Regions from separate parts of the Takifugu rubripes genome. Here region 1 is linked to region 2. Evidence: chromatin contacts called from public Hi-C data. All regions are on one chromosome and are shown on one strand. The core of a region is the stretch at or near the end of the contact, and the rest is flanking DNA. Distances in the headings are between cores, read along the strand shown. Region 1 holds the start of klhl29 (kelch like family member 29). Region 2 holds the start of atad2b (ATPase family AAA domain containing 2B).

The links. Hi-C and Micro-C count contacts between places; a contact is called where the count stands out from the background.
Region 1: a contact with region 2 is called in a Hi-C map of an unstated tissue, with 5 times the contacts expected there. The contact joins the promoter of klhl29 here to the promoter of atad2b in region 2. A contact is called at or near these places in 2 of 2 Hi-C or Micro-C datasets (muscle and an unstated tissue).

What each region holds. Positions count from the first base shown.
Region 1 is chr16:5,859,114-5,866,670 of fTakRub1.2, reverse strand. It overlaps klhl29 (kelch like family member 29), which reads left to right and starts at 5,232. Exons shown (of 17, transcript XM_011611911.2): 1 at 5,232-5,941.
Region 2 is chr16:5,678,506-5,686,105 of fTakRub1.2, reverse strand. atad2b (ATPase family AAA domain containing 2B) reads right to left here and starts at 5,391. Exons shown (of 28, transcript XM_029849957.1): 1 at 4,803-5,391; 2 at 3,502-3,665; 3 at 3,045-3,076; 4 at 2,795-2,942; 5 at 2,616-2,715; 6 at 2,371-2,503; 7 at 2,026-2,187; 8 at 1,842-1,917; 9 at 1,662-1,763; 10 at 399-510; 11 at 154-269; 12 at 1-19. The coding sequence starts at 4,892. ubxn2a (UBX domain protein 2A) reads left to right here and starts at 5,555. Exons shown (of 7, transcript XM_003971578.3): 1 at 5,555-5,664; 2 at 5,937-5,999; 3 at 6,088-6,187; 4 at 6,599-6,708; 5 at 7,177-7,314; 6 at 7,588-7,600. The coding sequence starts at 5,956.

The sequences.
Region 1 (7,557 bases), core at 3,983-6,482, 180 kb before region 2:
TTTTGCAAGGCCTAATCTTTGCCAAAAGTACCTTCAGGGACAGTGTTGTCATTTTGCAGCCAATCCATCCTTATTTAATTACTCAAATCTACTCCGTCGTCTTGCTTTCTGATCCCCATCCGTGATTTTCCTGCCTGGCTTTGGAGGTGCCGTCACACTGTAATGCTGCTGTCTCTGCAACCCTCACAGGGCAGCTCGTGCTGCAGAACATCCGCCGTCTCAGTCCTGGCGGGCTGACTTGTGTCCCCCAAAAGCTTTAAATCATCTGGCTCAATGAATCAGAGTCTGGCCTGAGCCAAATTGCCCAACTGTGCCCGGTGGGAGAGATAATTGGGTGAAACAGGTTGTGTTGCGCCATACTAATGTACAAGAGAGGCAGGAGGGGGGGAGAGCCGAGACAACAGCACGGAGCTCTCATTTCAGATCAAACCTGTGAGGCGTGCACAGCTGAGGTTTGTTCAGGCTGAGTTCTGCAATAAACCACTGAGGAGAATGTAACCTGTCTCTGAACGACAGATTTTCCCTGCACATTTTTACAGTTTGGTAAAAACACACACACACACACACATGCACACACACGTTTCTCGTACAAGCTTTAATCAGTTTAAACCTTTGCTGCTTTGTAATCTGGATTTTCTCTGTAAAGTATGCGCTGTGGAGAGGATTTCTCTGCAGATCCTGAGCATTATGCGTTCATCTGTAAGTGGAAAACTGAGGAATATCCTTCCTTTTTGTGCACAAGAGTTGTTTTCCCCCCTCAGAGACCCAGAGTATAAACGCAGACTTTAGTCATCAGCAACATTTTGATCACTTATATCCCCTCATCTGTGCATTCACCCATTCTGATGCTCCCAGGAAGCCTCTGTTAGTGTTCTACCTTCCACCAGTCGCTCACTTCCTAACTGGAAATACTGGCTTTGTGATGGGCAGCCATGCAGATTAAAGATCAAACTTTCTGGGCTCCTGAGTGATAGATTGATGCAGGTTCCATTTGTAGATTATGTTCTGAGTTTTGGAGAATCTTCGTCACATTCTCCTCACAACCAGAGCTTCTGGACTGGGCTGGGCCCTGACCTTCTTTATGCATAGTTTATGTTCTCCAGTTGAGGGATTTCTCTGGTTTTCACTTGTTTCCTCCCACAGGCACAGAACATGCACATTAGGCGGTTTTAGACTCTAAATTGTGTGAGTGTCTTGTGATGAGTGGTGACCTATCCAGACCTGGCTGCCTCTCACCTCTCGGCTGCAGGCATGGCCCCTGGCACCCCTCCTGACCCTGAATAGGAATAAAAGGAAACTTACCAGAAAAGGACAAATCTGCGCTCCAGTCTGGACCAAAATCTTTCCCTCAATCACAGTGCTTCTCTGCCCGTGAACAAGCAAAAGCCTGAAATTCAATTTTCTCCCCGGCTCCTGTTTATTTTTGTGCTGTGTGTGTGTGTGTTTTTTAAATCGCACCCTCGGAAACGCGGGCGAACGCCAGAGAGCTCCGCTGAGTTGTGATGTAATTAGACTTGTTAATTTGAGGAGAGGCTTTGGCCACCTGCGGCAGCGGCGTGCGGGTCGGTGGTCATCTCCAGCAGAGTCAGTCCCGTTAATTGTTTTGGTTTTCCAGGAGCGCCGCAGCAGCGTGAGCATCCAGGTTTGAGCTGAGTTGTGTTTAAGGGACATTTGGGAATAACCGCTAAGATGGCTGCCGCTCGGCTGCTTTTGTTCTGTGATGGACCTGAAGTAGAGGAAGTTGTGTTAGACAGGAGAACTCATCAAAAGATCAAAAGAGGAGACGAGTACCGCTCTGGTCGTTTCAGAGACTGGGCAGGATAACTGTCATTATGATTTAATGCAGGCCGAGCACCTCCACTCAAGCACCCCCCCGCTCAACATTATCATTTCTTAAAACTTGGCACCGCTGCGCCCATCTCTGCGTAGACGAGGAGTCATCCAGAATATGAATTTGCCTCGACTCTGCCTCCTTTGTTTTTTTTCTTCTTCACGTTTGAAGATGCCATTTCGAGGATGCTAACATTAATTGATTTTCCTGGCCTGATCGCAGCATCACAACAGCTAATTCATCATTTCAAAAGCAAATTCTTTCGCCATCAGACCCTCGGTGAGCAGCGCACGGAGACAGAAGTTAGAGTGTTTAATTTCTAGACAGATATGGATTTCATAATGGATAAACACAGACTCTCTGTCTGGCTCATTTCCCTCTAATAGAATAAATGTGTTGACTCTCCTCTTTCCTCCAACTCAACTTAAACTGGGTTTATTTTATATTCTACTGTTGCTGAAGATGGGATGGAATTAGTGCTGTAAGAGGATAATATAAAACATCAAAAAGTCTAATATACATTGGAATTGAGCTTTTTAGAAAGCAGACGCCTCGAACTCTCAAGACTGGAATCACCCAGAATCACCCAGTTTTACAGATTTGTAATGGATTTATGTAATCCATTAAACCCACATGTAAATTCAGAAGTTCAGAAAGACAAATGAAAAACCCAGTTTCAATCTTCATATATAATAACCCTCTTAACCAAATGAAATTGATTATGTTTCGCATACATTTATGGGGGCAAACATTAATTTACTTTTACATGAGAAGCTGTGTGTGGATTTTCATACAAAAAAGAACTTTGCACATATTTACAGTCATTATTGATTCTATCCTTTTTTTCCAACTTCAATGTAAATCAATTTTTATGCTTCTCCAATTAACTCCCTGTCAGCTGCTTACCCACGGCCGCTTTTCACGGCAGCTACAAAATGAAGAAATAATATCTCTGATGGAACAAATCGGAGAGACATTTTTACAGCTTTCTCGATGATTTTCATTGTTATTCCACAAACAGATTTTTATGTAGATTAGCTAAAATTACAACAAAATCTCAAATAGGAGGATGACATAAACTCATGGGTGAAGACCATTGCATTTCCAATTGGAGCCCAATTCCACTTGTTTACTGGCTCCATTTAGTCAGATAGAGGTGGTGGTGAAGGCTGGGAGCAGCACGGCCCTGCAGATCCACTCACACTAAAATCCAGCATCTTTTAATCCTTTATATACCAACTCAACCTCATTGGAGATTCTTCTTCAGCCAGACTCAGGAGTAATCCACTCCGGGTTTTGCAGCCCACCGTGGCCCCTCACCAGCATCCACGGCTGCCTGGCAGAGCCATCACGGCTCCCTCCTCCTCACCGCGGGCGCTGCACGGAGTCTGGGGAAATCTCCTCCAGACTGGAAGTTCAGACATGTCAGAGCAGCCCTCATGGTGATCTCCCCCCGCTGTGGTCAGAGCGCCACGTCTATATTTGTCCACGGTGAGCTGGTGTCTGCAGCCTTTGCTGCATCTCTGACTGCGTTTCCGGTGCTTTGACCAACATGCTCTTCCAACCGCCTCCACACCGACACCTCCGGTTGGTCCAGATGCTCGTTGCAGATTCTGGAGCGGATGAACTGATTGTAGTGGTTACTAGGCTTCATATTCAGCTCTGTTTATCCACTCTGGGCTACTGTAGAAAACGCAATGAAGCAAATTCTTGTGCCCACGTCAATATTTTTATAAACATTTATAGGTTAGTGTATGGTTGAATATCACTTCCATCTCCCTTGATGGAGTATGAAAAATGTCAACATCTTGGCCTTAAGACGTTGAGTTGAAGCATCACTGTCTTCCTCTTTTCTATAGTTCTAGGTCATATTACCCATAGTCAGTCCCACAGCATTGAACATACTCATTTTTATGAATTCCATAAAACTAGGATCGCAGATGGAAATTTGTATTCATCTTTTGTTCAAACCAGGAAGTGCCCGCTCAAATTAGGCTCTCATGGCTGGACGTGAAACGAAGACACGGTGACGCACCTCACGTCACAGGCCGCCGTGGCCACAAGGCTCTGCAGGGAGACTTGGGGAGATTCCTGCAAAATAGAACTTGACCTCTAATAAGAGCAGCTATCTATTCTGCCGAGTGTGACATTTTGATGATATGCCGAGAGTCTCGGGAGCAGGGAGCTCTCTGGTGTTTTAACCGAGCTTTTCTCAGCGCATCTGCTTAACTTTGACTGAGGTGAATGTTTATTCTCAGCCCATCCATCCGGCCATATCCGGACTTCTGCTCAGATTGGACCATTCACACATGCCAGGTCACCATTTCACACATTTTCCTCATGCGCCTGGCAGCTGTCATTCTCTTGTTAGAGCTTTCAGGGGCGACCCACAGAAATGGGAGCACATTTAGGACGTTAGTGACCGTGCGCTTCCTACTGTTGCGGGAGGTTTTCCAAATCAGTCACATCGGGAATAAAATGCCATCAAAACAATTTCAAAATCGATTGCGCTGGCTTCCAGGTGAGAAGGCGGTCACCAAACACAACTGTGATGATGTCGAACAACACCGGCGTTCCCACACGTTCCTAAAGAGCAGGATTAAATAGAAAAAGATAATAAAAACACCTGTGTGAGATGTAAACGAGGGATTACACCCACAAATCAATAGAATTGATTCTACACCTAGTTTCACTGGCATAATAGCAATTGAGCGGATAAGAGAAGATATTTTGAAGCTCCTTGGAAGCCAGATGACTGGAGATAAGCTTTTCCAGTTGATTCTGCAGCAAGAGGCAGTTGGTGTCATTGCTAACCAAATAACCCTAATCATCATTGATTAAGCTGAAAGCAAATGATAGACAGACTTCAGGCATTTCCCAGTGTTTGAGTCAGTGTATTTTTATGTGTGGGAGTTGTGATAAAAGAAGAAAGCAGCTGCTTCTATACCCAAAGGTTCTGCTTCATTTAACGCGATAGAAATTCTGATAAGTCAAAAGAAAGGGTTGTTTTTTTCTTAGGGCATCAGACTTGGTAATAAATTGCAGTAATCACAAGTGTTGAATTATAGTAATTAACTGTTTCCAGGAGGTAAATAGAGTCAAGGAGCTGTTTTGTGCAACTAAAGGGTCTGACTGACTAAATGGAACCAAATCTGCAACATAATCACTCACGGACCTGTCATGGAAAAGGTCCTGATGCGCCGTGAAAGGCACACCATGGCGCAGGCCTGAGCATGAAAAAAGTGTTGAGGAAAGCAAAAGAGGACATTGATTTTAGACTGGTTGGATGCAGCGAGAAGGGGGGGAGAGAAAGAGCCCAGGTGATTTCCATTCTAGTCCTCTAATCAGGCTCTGATTTACAACCTGGATGCAAATGAATGTAATTACTTGCATTTAGGTAGCAGCAGAAAAGCAGCCTTGCACTACAGCACTACAGCAACACAGCATCAGCAAGCTTCGTGCTACAGCACATTTGTGCCTGTTTTTTTTTTTTTTAAATGTGCAAGAAGCTCTTATTGATGGAATGGTTGTGGAAATTGGTTTTACACTAAGTGCAAGTCTAAAAAATAAAAACGTTTATTTGAATTCTTGGCCAATCTGGCAATCAAATTACGCCAAATCTGCACCTGTACGAGCCGGATCAGTCAGAGCCATCTGTGAGAAGGGTTTTATTGTTTATACTGGGGGCTGTGTTGAGAATACGTCTCTGTTGGCGCATGCAATTGCGCTCGGTGACGGGTGGGAGGCGCCGTAAGGCCTGGCTGAACGCAACAAAGTGAAAGGGGAGGAGCAGCACTGGGAGAAAAGTGGCTACACGGTGTGCCAGTCCGTCCGACCAGCCGCTTACATCTCAGATCCGCCGCCGTACAGTGAGCACAGCGAGACGCGTTTGCCAAGTTGCTTCCACTCTCGTAGTTGGCGTGCGGAGAGGTGCCAAGACGGGCCACTTCCCGACCGACACGCAGCCTTCACCGGTGCGCACCGTTGTTAATTTGGCTGTAAAATGCAACAGCAGTCATTGCGGGATAAAGACAGACTCCACACATAATCGGCGCCGTAGCGAAACAAGGACGCAAGCCGGGGAAACGGGAGCAGCGAGCGGCCGGAGAGGTAAGCGCTCCAGTCGGCGTAGGTGAGCACGGCAGCCGCGCACACGTTGCCTTCGCTCGGGTTTATTTTTTTGACCCGCATCGCGTTAGTTCAGGTGGAACACGGGCACCTGTCCTGCCAAGAACGAGGTGGATCATCACTTCCACGACCATCCCCTTGTTGAGGACCAGAGCCCACCAAATGGTGCGTGCTGCGCTCTCGTTGTGCGCAAGCGCTCCCGCGAAAGAAAAAACTTGAGCGTGTGACAGAAACCAAAAAGGTTCAGAAAAGATGGAAATCATGTAGTTCGATCATTGGGACGCTGTCACGGCTAAAAATAAGATAGATGGATTGAACGAGTGGTGCCCTAAGAAACTTTTACGCGTTTAAGCGACGAGTGGTGAGAATTTAACGCTAATAAAATAGTGTTTTTATACTCGCTCGTCGTTTACAGTTCAATTCATGTGCAAAACGGCATTTTTCACATCAGCTATTTCATGATCTACGAGGAGCATTTATGATATCGTGCAGCTGTACGTGCCCGCGCACAAGAACGCAGGTCCCATGTGTTGTTACGGTGAAGCAGAGCTGACACTTGGGCAGAAAATAACAGATGAACCCTGAATCCATCCATCTCCGTGCGCTGCCAGTTGTCCATGAGGCATCGTGTTAAATTTATTTTCTGTAAAGTGAGAACGTGTTGATGGAAGAATGAGGTTGGGACTGATCATAGTGTTATCACATCCCATCCCTGCTCTGAATTTAGACACAGTTTATTGTGCACTGGCACAGCCACAACACACACTTGTCAATCCTCCCTTGATTTGGCATCGCTGCCTGTTTACAAGTGCCAGGAATGACATGCTGGGATAGAGTATAGAGATGTACACCAGCCTGGCTTGACTCTGATGTGCTCCTGATGTGAACTGATGCTCCCCGGAGTTGTTATGCCGTTAATGAGAAGAACATGTGGAGCTGGGGCAGGACACACTTCCCTGCTGATGACATTTTAAAACCTAGCAGGCTGTCATGAATCGAGGCGGGGATTAAGAGCTTTAGTCCAATCCCTGCCTGAACAGACGGCGGGCTCTGTACTCGCTGAGGTAAAACAGCGCGTTTACCTTCGGTGCCTGGGTGCCATCGAGCAGGGGTCCTCTTGTCTCGGCAGATGTTCCGATGAAGAATCGCATCTGCGTTGTGTTGTGGTGCAGCAAGCATTGCCTCTGTGGAACTGTCTCTTTTTCCGTTTTGTCAAAAGCTTCACCGCCGTACCTCAAACGGGGATAATCCTCTCATATATCAAATGTGATTTAGTTTGGTCTGGGGAACCATGTTGGCCCTAGGAATTAATTTACAAATTACCCAGAGGCGGTTATCCTGTTAGCAAAGGCCAATTCATGATGGCTCGCACGGCAAATTACAGTGATTTATCTTGAACCGGTTTTATTTATTTCCCCCCCAAAAAGGAGAGCGAAACTGCAGGGTGGTGGGCTCATCGTTTGAGATGTGTAAATAACCTGAGCTGTGACCACGGGCAGAGGAGGTAGAGAGATGACATGCTGTACAGTGTATTCCTGTTCTTGGATGAAGTTGTGATCCACTGCTTTAGCCTCTGGTGATAGACTGCAGTTTAAAGG
Region 2 (7,600 bases), core at 4,142-6,641:
TCCATAGAATAAACATCCTCTAAAATACAGAAGAAAATTGATAAAGGTAAAGTGAAACATTAAATGAAATGGGGGAAAAAATCCCTGCACAAAAAACTCACAACAAAATGCCAAAGTTTAAATGAAAAGCTAAGAGATGCCCCATTATCTCACCTGGGGGGTTGAATCTTGAACCTCTCAAAGATCTCAGGGTAAAGCAGCGGGAACACAACCATTTCCTTGAGCGCATGAATGTGATTGCTGAGTCCACCCACACTGTCAAATCTCACCTGAGAGAAAACACATATGATTAGAATTCAAATCTAAACCTTTGACAGATGTCTGTGTAAGTAAAAAGTTAGCTGTCAGGCATAAGTAGAGAGCTCCAGAAAGGAATAATTAAAGATTCAGATACTAACAGAGGTATCAAGGTTCATGGGATCCACGTCTGCCAAGCTGGCACCCACTTTCCCCCGATCCCGCAGCACCCCACTGGCCAGATCTTCTGCTGTTAAGTTCATGGGTAAACATCTGGGGGAAAACAGGAGTATTATCATTAAGGTACAAAATGGGAATGTGTGAAAGTTCTCAAACAACAACCTTCAGGTTTCTGTGAACTACTATCTGATGATAGATTTAATCTGAAAACATTTAGAAATGTGATTGTATATTGAGGGTATAAATACTGAGAAAAACTGTTGTAAAGAAAGAAAAGATTCTCATGACTGTCAAAACAAAAAGGAAGATTGCAATGAACCTAAAGCTGATGAATGTCAGGCATCGGTATCCACCTGACCATTAACCACGATGATGTAGCACTTTAAAGCTCAACCAAAGTTTCCTGTTGATCACATGATTACAGAAAAAGCTCACTCCGGACGAGAGGAAGGTCGTGAGGTCAGATCTGAAACAAAATGTTCTCTGGTGTCACTACTCAAATGTTTGAACAATAAACACATTGCAAGTATGGAAGTGGCAGTATTGTGCTCTGGAGCGATTGCCTGCCCGAAAAAATGCTGCTTTAAAAAAAGCTTTCCCAAAGTCTTAGTTCGGGTCAAGGCGACGGAAGTTGTGGCTGACCAAAGAGCAAGAAATCGACTAAATTTGCATTGGCTGTGCAATGGGAGGTGTTAAGATTGGCCATTTTCACAGCAGCCACTTTGGCAAGTAATTGGAATAGTTTCACAGTTGTTCCCAATGACAGAAACAAAGGGTCTGTTCCAATAGTGTCGCTCTTGTGAATGTGCAAAACCGTGTGCATCATGAAATACGATGGAAAATGATTGCGTTATACTGTCTACAACCGTGATTGCATATCAGTGCGGCTGTCCCAAGAAAGCTCTTTACACCCAAAAGTAGAGGGATAATAATCTCGAGCACCTGACTGAGGTAAAAATGGCCATGAAACATTTGGGTGATATGGATGATGGCGACTACAAATGAACTTTCAAGCACGTTTGTGCTCGTAAAATAATCAAATAAATTATTAAAATGAAGGCAATAAACCAAATATGTGGCCCACCCATGATCATAAGGCCTTGCAATAATTGTCTATGATGTATAATTTTGGAATCTTACTACCATCTACTGGCTGTTAAGATGTATGACACTTCTGGGATTTTTTTTTTTTTTTAAAGTTTCAAAAGAAAAGAGATGAACACACAAGACAGATGCACCATTACCTATTCCTTGCCCGGGTCATGCTCTTGCTTTTTCTCCGCTCAAATCGCTCCTCATCAGACGATGAGGTGGTGTCACTGCTGTGAATGGCATGTTTCTTCACTCTGAAGTGTAATAATAATATTACATTCAGACCATTCACATCAGATTGGACGGTACTTTTCCAAAAGATTCCCACCAACCTTATATGGCTTCTTCTTGCTGGGGACCTGTGGGTGTCAAAAACTGAGGGGTTGTTCTGCTTTCTGTTCACAGGCTCTGAAGAAGCAGACCAAAGAAAATGATCACACAATTGAACACTTCTGTAATGAAGCGTCTGTAAAGTGCACATAGAGAAATGTGAAATTAAACCTAATTAGCAAATACCAATTGGAGGTGCTTCATATCTCTGCACAGTCTTCCGCTGCCTCAGGTTGTACGGTCGGTCATTTTCCTCTCCCGCCTCTTCTGCTTCATCGCCTTCGTCATCTTCATCGTCTTCGTCATCCTCGGGATCTTCCTCCTCCTCTTCCTCCTCACCATGGGAATCTGAGCATGACAAGTGCAGTTATCACGCGTGAGATAAGAATACTACAAATTTAAGCTGTTAAAAGGATTAACCCTAAACCCTTGAGGCAACTGACTCCAGACTTTTATGTTGAGGCAGCCGATGATGCTGCTGCCTCTTTCTGCATAATCTTACTCTGCGAAGAACAGTAATGTGAATCTGACCTTCTGTGCCTTCCTCCTCTTCTTCCTCCTCCTGGTCCGATTTGCTGATGGATTTATGGTGTGCCTGCATGCTGTATGTGTTCCTGCGTAGAGACTTCCTGCGTTTCACTTTGGAATACATGTCCATGTTTTCCTGGGGGGGGGGAAGAAATTAACCACATTAATCCTTTAATCAACATATTCTCAGATAGTGGCGCTGCATATTTGTCCATTATGCTAATCTAACAGAACAGATTGGCACTCACTTCCTCAGTATCTCCATTCCACATGCGAAGCCGCTCCAGTTCGCGGTTCTGTCTGATGCTGCTGATGTTGTCCATTTCCTGCAGAACAGCCTCAGCAGTGCTGGCAACACAAGACCCACAGTGGACTGGTAAGGTCAGGGCATTCACTTATTCATCAATGGAACAGGATTAGAGGTTACCTGTTGACCAGTTGGTCAAACAGCAGGCTCTGATCAAGCTGTGCAAACTGGCTCTTCCTCACCCGACAGCTCCTCTTCAGCTCCACATGACCATTCATGCAGGAGTGATCTCCTGCTTTACTCTCCTCATTCCGGAGGTTCATATGGCCTGCAGGTATAGGAATTAAGAAGGCAATAAAGGCAAATGGTTTCTTTAAAAAATGGTGGTGTACAGATTTCAAAAAGTGCAAATATTAACAAATGACTTTACCATGTCCGTTCTGCATTATACGAGAAGACAACCTAGAAGTAGAGTAGCCACGTTACTGTATGTACATGCATGTATGAAGGGCCAAAACAAAAATGACTCACAAGTTATGTTTTTAGAGAGAACACATGACAATAATAATTACGGTTGGACCAGGCTGACATTAAAGCAGTGGTATTCACAAAATGCTACCGTTTACTGTAATACTAGAAAATAAAACAACTGAATTTTCTGAAGGAGAATACTGCTGCAAGCTCAGTAATGAATCTTTAGGTGGGTTATATTAATGCATTATCTGCATTTTGGATTGCAGCGTGTGGGATCATTAAAGCAGTCCCCTAAGCTAGCAGAAATGAACAGGAACCTGACTAAAACACCCTAAGATGCACTTATGAGGGAACATGTGCAAGACACAAACATGCAATCATAAATAGAAAACAACCATTTGTCAATAGCTGACCTGGTACGGTAAGATGGAATGCCCCAGCTGACTCTCTGGCCCTTAGCTTGAGGGGACGGCGAGGTATCGCTGGAGCTGGGCTCGGAGGCGATCTCTCTGCGTGTACGCTTGGAAGGAGGAGCCAACCGCGGGCTGCTGGGAGTACTTGCATCGCTACTGGGTTCCTTCTGGTCCACAAATAAACATTACACCAATTACAGACAGGAAGGGAAGCGTGTCAGGACAGACATTATTGCCAAAGGAAATACAGACAGATTCTCGACACATTTTCTAAAAACACTTCAGCTGATAAATAGCTACATCGAGAAATAAATAATGGGATAGATTTGTAGCTTACGGTATGTGAATCTAAATTGCATGACATTAAAATCCTGGTGACATTATGAGCAAACACACAGGCTGGAATGTCAATATTGGCTACTTGTTAATATATTGTCAGTTTGTAACTTTAGATGGTCACTTAACAAAGCAGGTTGGAGTTGGACCTACACGACTATCCAAGTTTCACATCTGTGAGAATATTCTTTTGTTCTCAATGTTTCTGACGACTTTTGTCAAAGACAGATATGGAAGTGTTTACATTCGGGGACTGTCAGTCACCCAGGGAGCAAACTTAGAGCATTAACTCGATGATATTACAAGAAATAAAAAGTGGACCTCGACACATAAACGAATAATGCCGAGTTGAGCGCATCTGTTGTGAAACCGTGTAATGTAGGTCTTTAGGGCAGTTAGCCCCGAAGGTTCACCAAGTTCAGAGTTTCTAATACGGGACAAGAGCCAGCCAACTGTTTTGAACCCTTCCCCCACTATGAGAGATGGCTGCCGGGCTAGCTACAACCTGCGTTAACTCACAGTTTTCTCTCTTTATCTGTCAAAACAATGCGCGTCAGTGCTTTCGAAGGGACAAAGCAAAGGCCTCGACGAATCCCTCCTGTGGTTCTGACGGTTGTCTTCATTTAGAACGCCCATGTGCGCTGTACAACAGTGAAACAACCAGACGGGGAAATAGCCAAACACAAAGGGAACTCAAGTTGGGGCTAGCCTGGAGTTGACAACGCTAGCTTGTAAATGGACAGCTCAACAACAAGTTTAATGCGAAAAACTGTTTAATGGGGTGGTGCATGTAAATCCTCTGTTATGCATTTGTGTCACTGGATGGGTGTCAAGCCCCACTGTGGCCACACTTTGCAGGGAATGATAGATTGTGTGGAGCACCTTGAGGCCACGGCTACAGCTATTTAGCCAAGTAGCAGAATCAGCTAGCTCGCCGGTTGGGCAAAGAAAGGAAACCGGCTTACGTGTTCGTCCGAAATTTTCGACGACGACCTCGTCCTCGAAGAGATGAAGGCACCGCTTCCCGGTCTTGAGCTGTTCCTTGTGTTCACCATGTTATTTTTCCTTTTGTTCTCCCTTACTGAATCTCCCTAGCTGGCTCCAAACACTGCCTCAGTGAGCGCAGCACCGAGGCGCCATCTCTCTAGCTTGCTTGCTTCCTCTCTCTCTTTCTCTCTCTCCCTCTCTCTTTCTTTCTCTCTCTCTCTCTTCTTCTCTCTATTTTACTTAGTAAACACACAACACTAATAATACTAAATTTACTACAAGTGAATGGTGCGCGATGTTGGCTGTAATGTACAGCTGAATATTGACATTTGACTATAAAACCATACATTCGCGTATAAACTGCAACAATGTTGCTTTTATAATTGTTTTATTCTGTATCCCCTCTGTCTCCCTGCGTCCGATCTGTTAGACTAAGTTTTTCAAAAGTTGTAATTATCAGTTTACAGCGCATGTTGACATCATTTGAAGCTTTTGTTTCTTGACAATTGCAACTCTGCCCAACAATTTTCTTCGGGCTAATAAAGTTTATTCTAATCGATTCTATTCTATTCTTCTTGAGGTCACCAATAACAGTGATAAAGAGTTTATATAAGTCGAGTTAAAACCTATTTCAGAAATAAAAAAATTAAAAGGCCAACACTTGTCGATTTGAGTAAAAGAAACAGCCTCCTGTTGATTTACGGCAGCGCTGAGCCTCGGCAGCACAACTGCGGCAAAATGATGCGATTTACGACACTTTCTGCTAAACGTTTGCTCAGCAGAAAGAGTCGCGCTGCTAAAGTCGTGGTCGGAGGTGTGCAGCTCGGAATTATTCATCTGGTAAATAAACCGTTTGCCTTAATCCTAATACTGCCATGCAAAAGGGTTTTTTAAAGGCATGCATATCATGATGCCAAGCGGCGTTTTATTCTCCATAGCACTCTCTTGTTTGATTTGTAGCTGTCTGACACCATCTTATATAATTTTTAGTTGGCGTCAGCGGATGAATAGTGTTGTTGTCCAAAAGGGTCAAAAATTATGATGAAAAAGGCGACAGTGCAAAGAGATCTCAAATGGGCTGTGAAGGTGATGGGCCTTGTTTGTGTTCATAGATGGATACTGCAAAACGTCATGAAAGAAGGTGAAACTGTGAGTGGGGAGGAAGCTGAAAACTGGTGAGTGATGGCAAGTTGATCTCGCTGTGAGTTAGTGTGTTCATGTGAAGGCCTTCCATGATGGTTTCCTTTCTTAAATGTCTGCTAGCACAGAAAATGAAGAGGAAGCCCCAATGAGCCGTAGTTTCTCTGTGGAGGATCTCCTTGATGAGGTGGAGAAGATCTGCTATGAAGCCTCGGGGGCAAAGGTCAGAGACAATTCGACAATAACTTGTTAATGGTTTTTTTTTCCAGATTCTGTGAACCTTCCATGTTTGGTCTCCACTGGGTCTCAAACCAAGAACCCTCTGCTTCTCAGCCCAGTCCCCAACAGACTGAGTTACTTTTCAAAACTTTGATTTTTAATGATTTGGCAGCAGTTAGGTGAAGAACAAGTGAGGCACTGAGGGACACATTTATACAGTATAGCAACAAGTATATTGTGCCCGAAAAGATTACATTGAAATTTGGAATAACTTGCAATATCACATTTCCCATTTAATAGTGCGTTATTTATACATACATAACCATCAGAACCGCTTTGTACCCTCTATGAATAATTTGTTAACTTTTGTATGCCCTCGTGTCCTGCCTTGATATATTTGTTGACTTAAGCGTAGGTCGAGATGGTGGTGAGGCTGTGGAAGGATGGGTTCACAGTAAACGATGAGGAGTTTCGTAGCTACTCTGTTCCAGAGAATCAAGACTTCCTGGATGCCATCAAAAGAGGGTGAGTGAAAATATATCAAAACATGATGACAAGGGTTTGGAATTGATTCAAACATGTGTTGGAAAGCTCTTGTCTAAAGATAATGTGCCAAATTTAGAGACTAGAAATGCTTTATTGTGTCATCGGTTTTCATTGCTCTACTGGTTCAGTGTTTAGTAATTCTAGAGTCTTATTTTGTAACTATTATTTGGTCAAAAACACATTTGTTAGTCTTAAATAGTTATGACCTGATTTTATCTTTACCATAAGGCCACAGACAGATGTATAATATTTAATTCCTTGGAGATGCCCCGTATTTGGACTTCACTTGGTCAGAATCCCAACATGATGTTTGTCTTTCTTTCAAGCTGGTCTTAAAAAAAGAGCCTTTTCTCCCAAACCTCTTGCCATCATAACAATGTTTGTTGGTAGCCAGCTGTCACATTGCCTGCTGTGACCTGATGCCAAACCTGGGCTTGTTTGTCTCAGGGAGCTTCCGGGAGAATGGGAGAGCAGAGCGGAGAAAGAGGAGCTGGAGATCAGTGTGGAGGATCTAACAGAGGAAAATTATTTGCCAAAGAAAAAGGTCTTTCACCCCTTCAGTGGTCGTGGATATCGGCTTGGCAGGTGAGAGATTATCATCTCAGTAGAAAAGTGTTTTCAAGTGTCAGGTTTCAGAGCGATACCACATTTAACCACTAGGTGTCACCCTAAATCAGATATTAAAACTGCATTGCAAATAGTCACGAGTTTATTATTTTAGAATGTTAGAAATATCAAGATGCATGCATTAAATAATGCAGAGTTCAGACTGAATGAAATTTGAGATGAAGAAAAAAAGTGCCAAAAAAAGACAGTCCTAATGATTTCTTCATGTTTTGTATTCCTGTCCATTGTTAGTGTTGCACCCAGA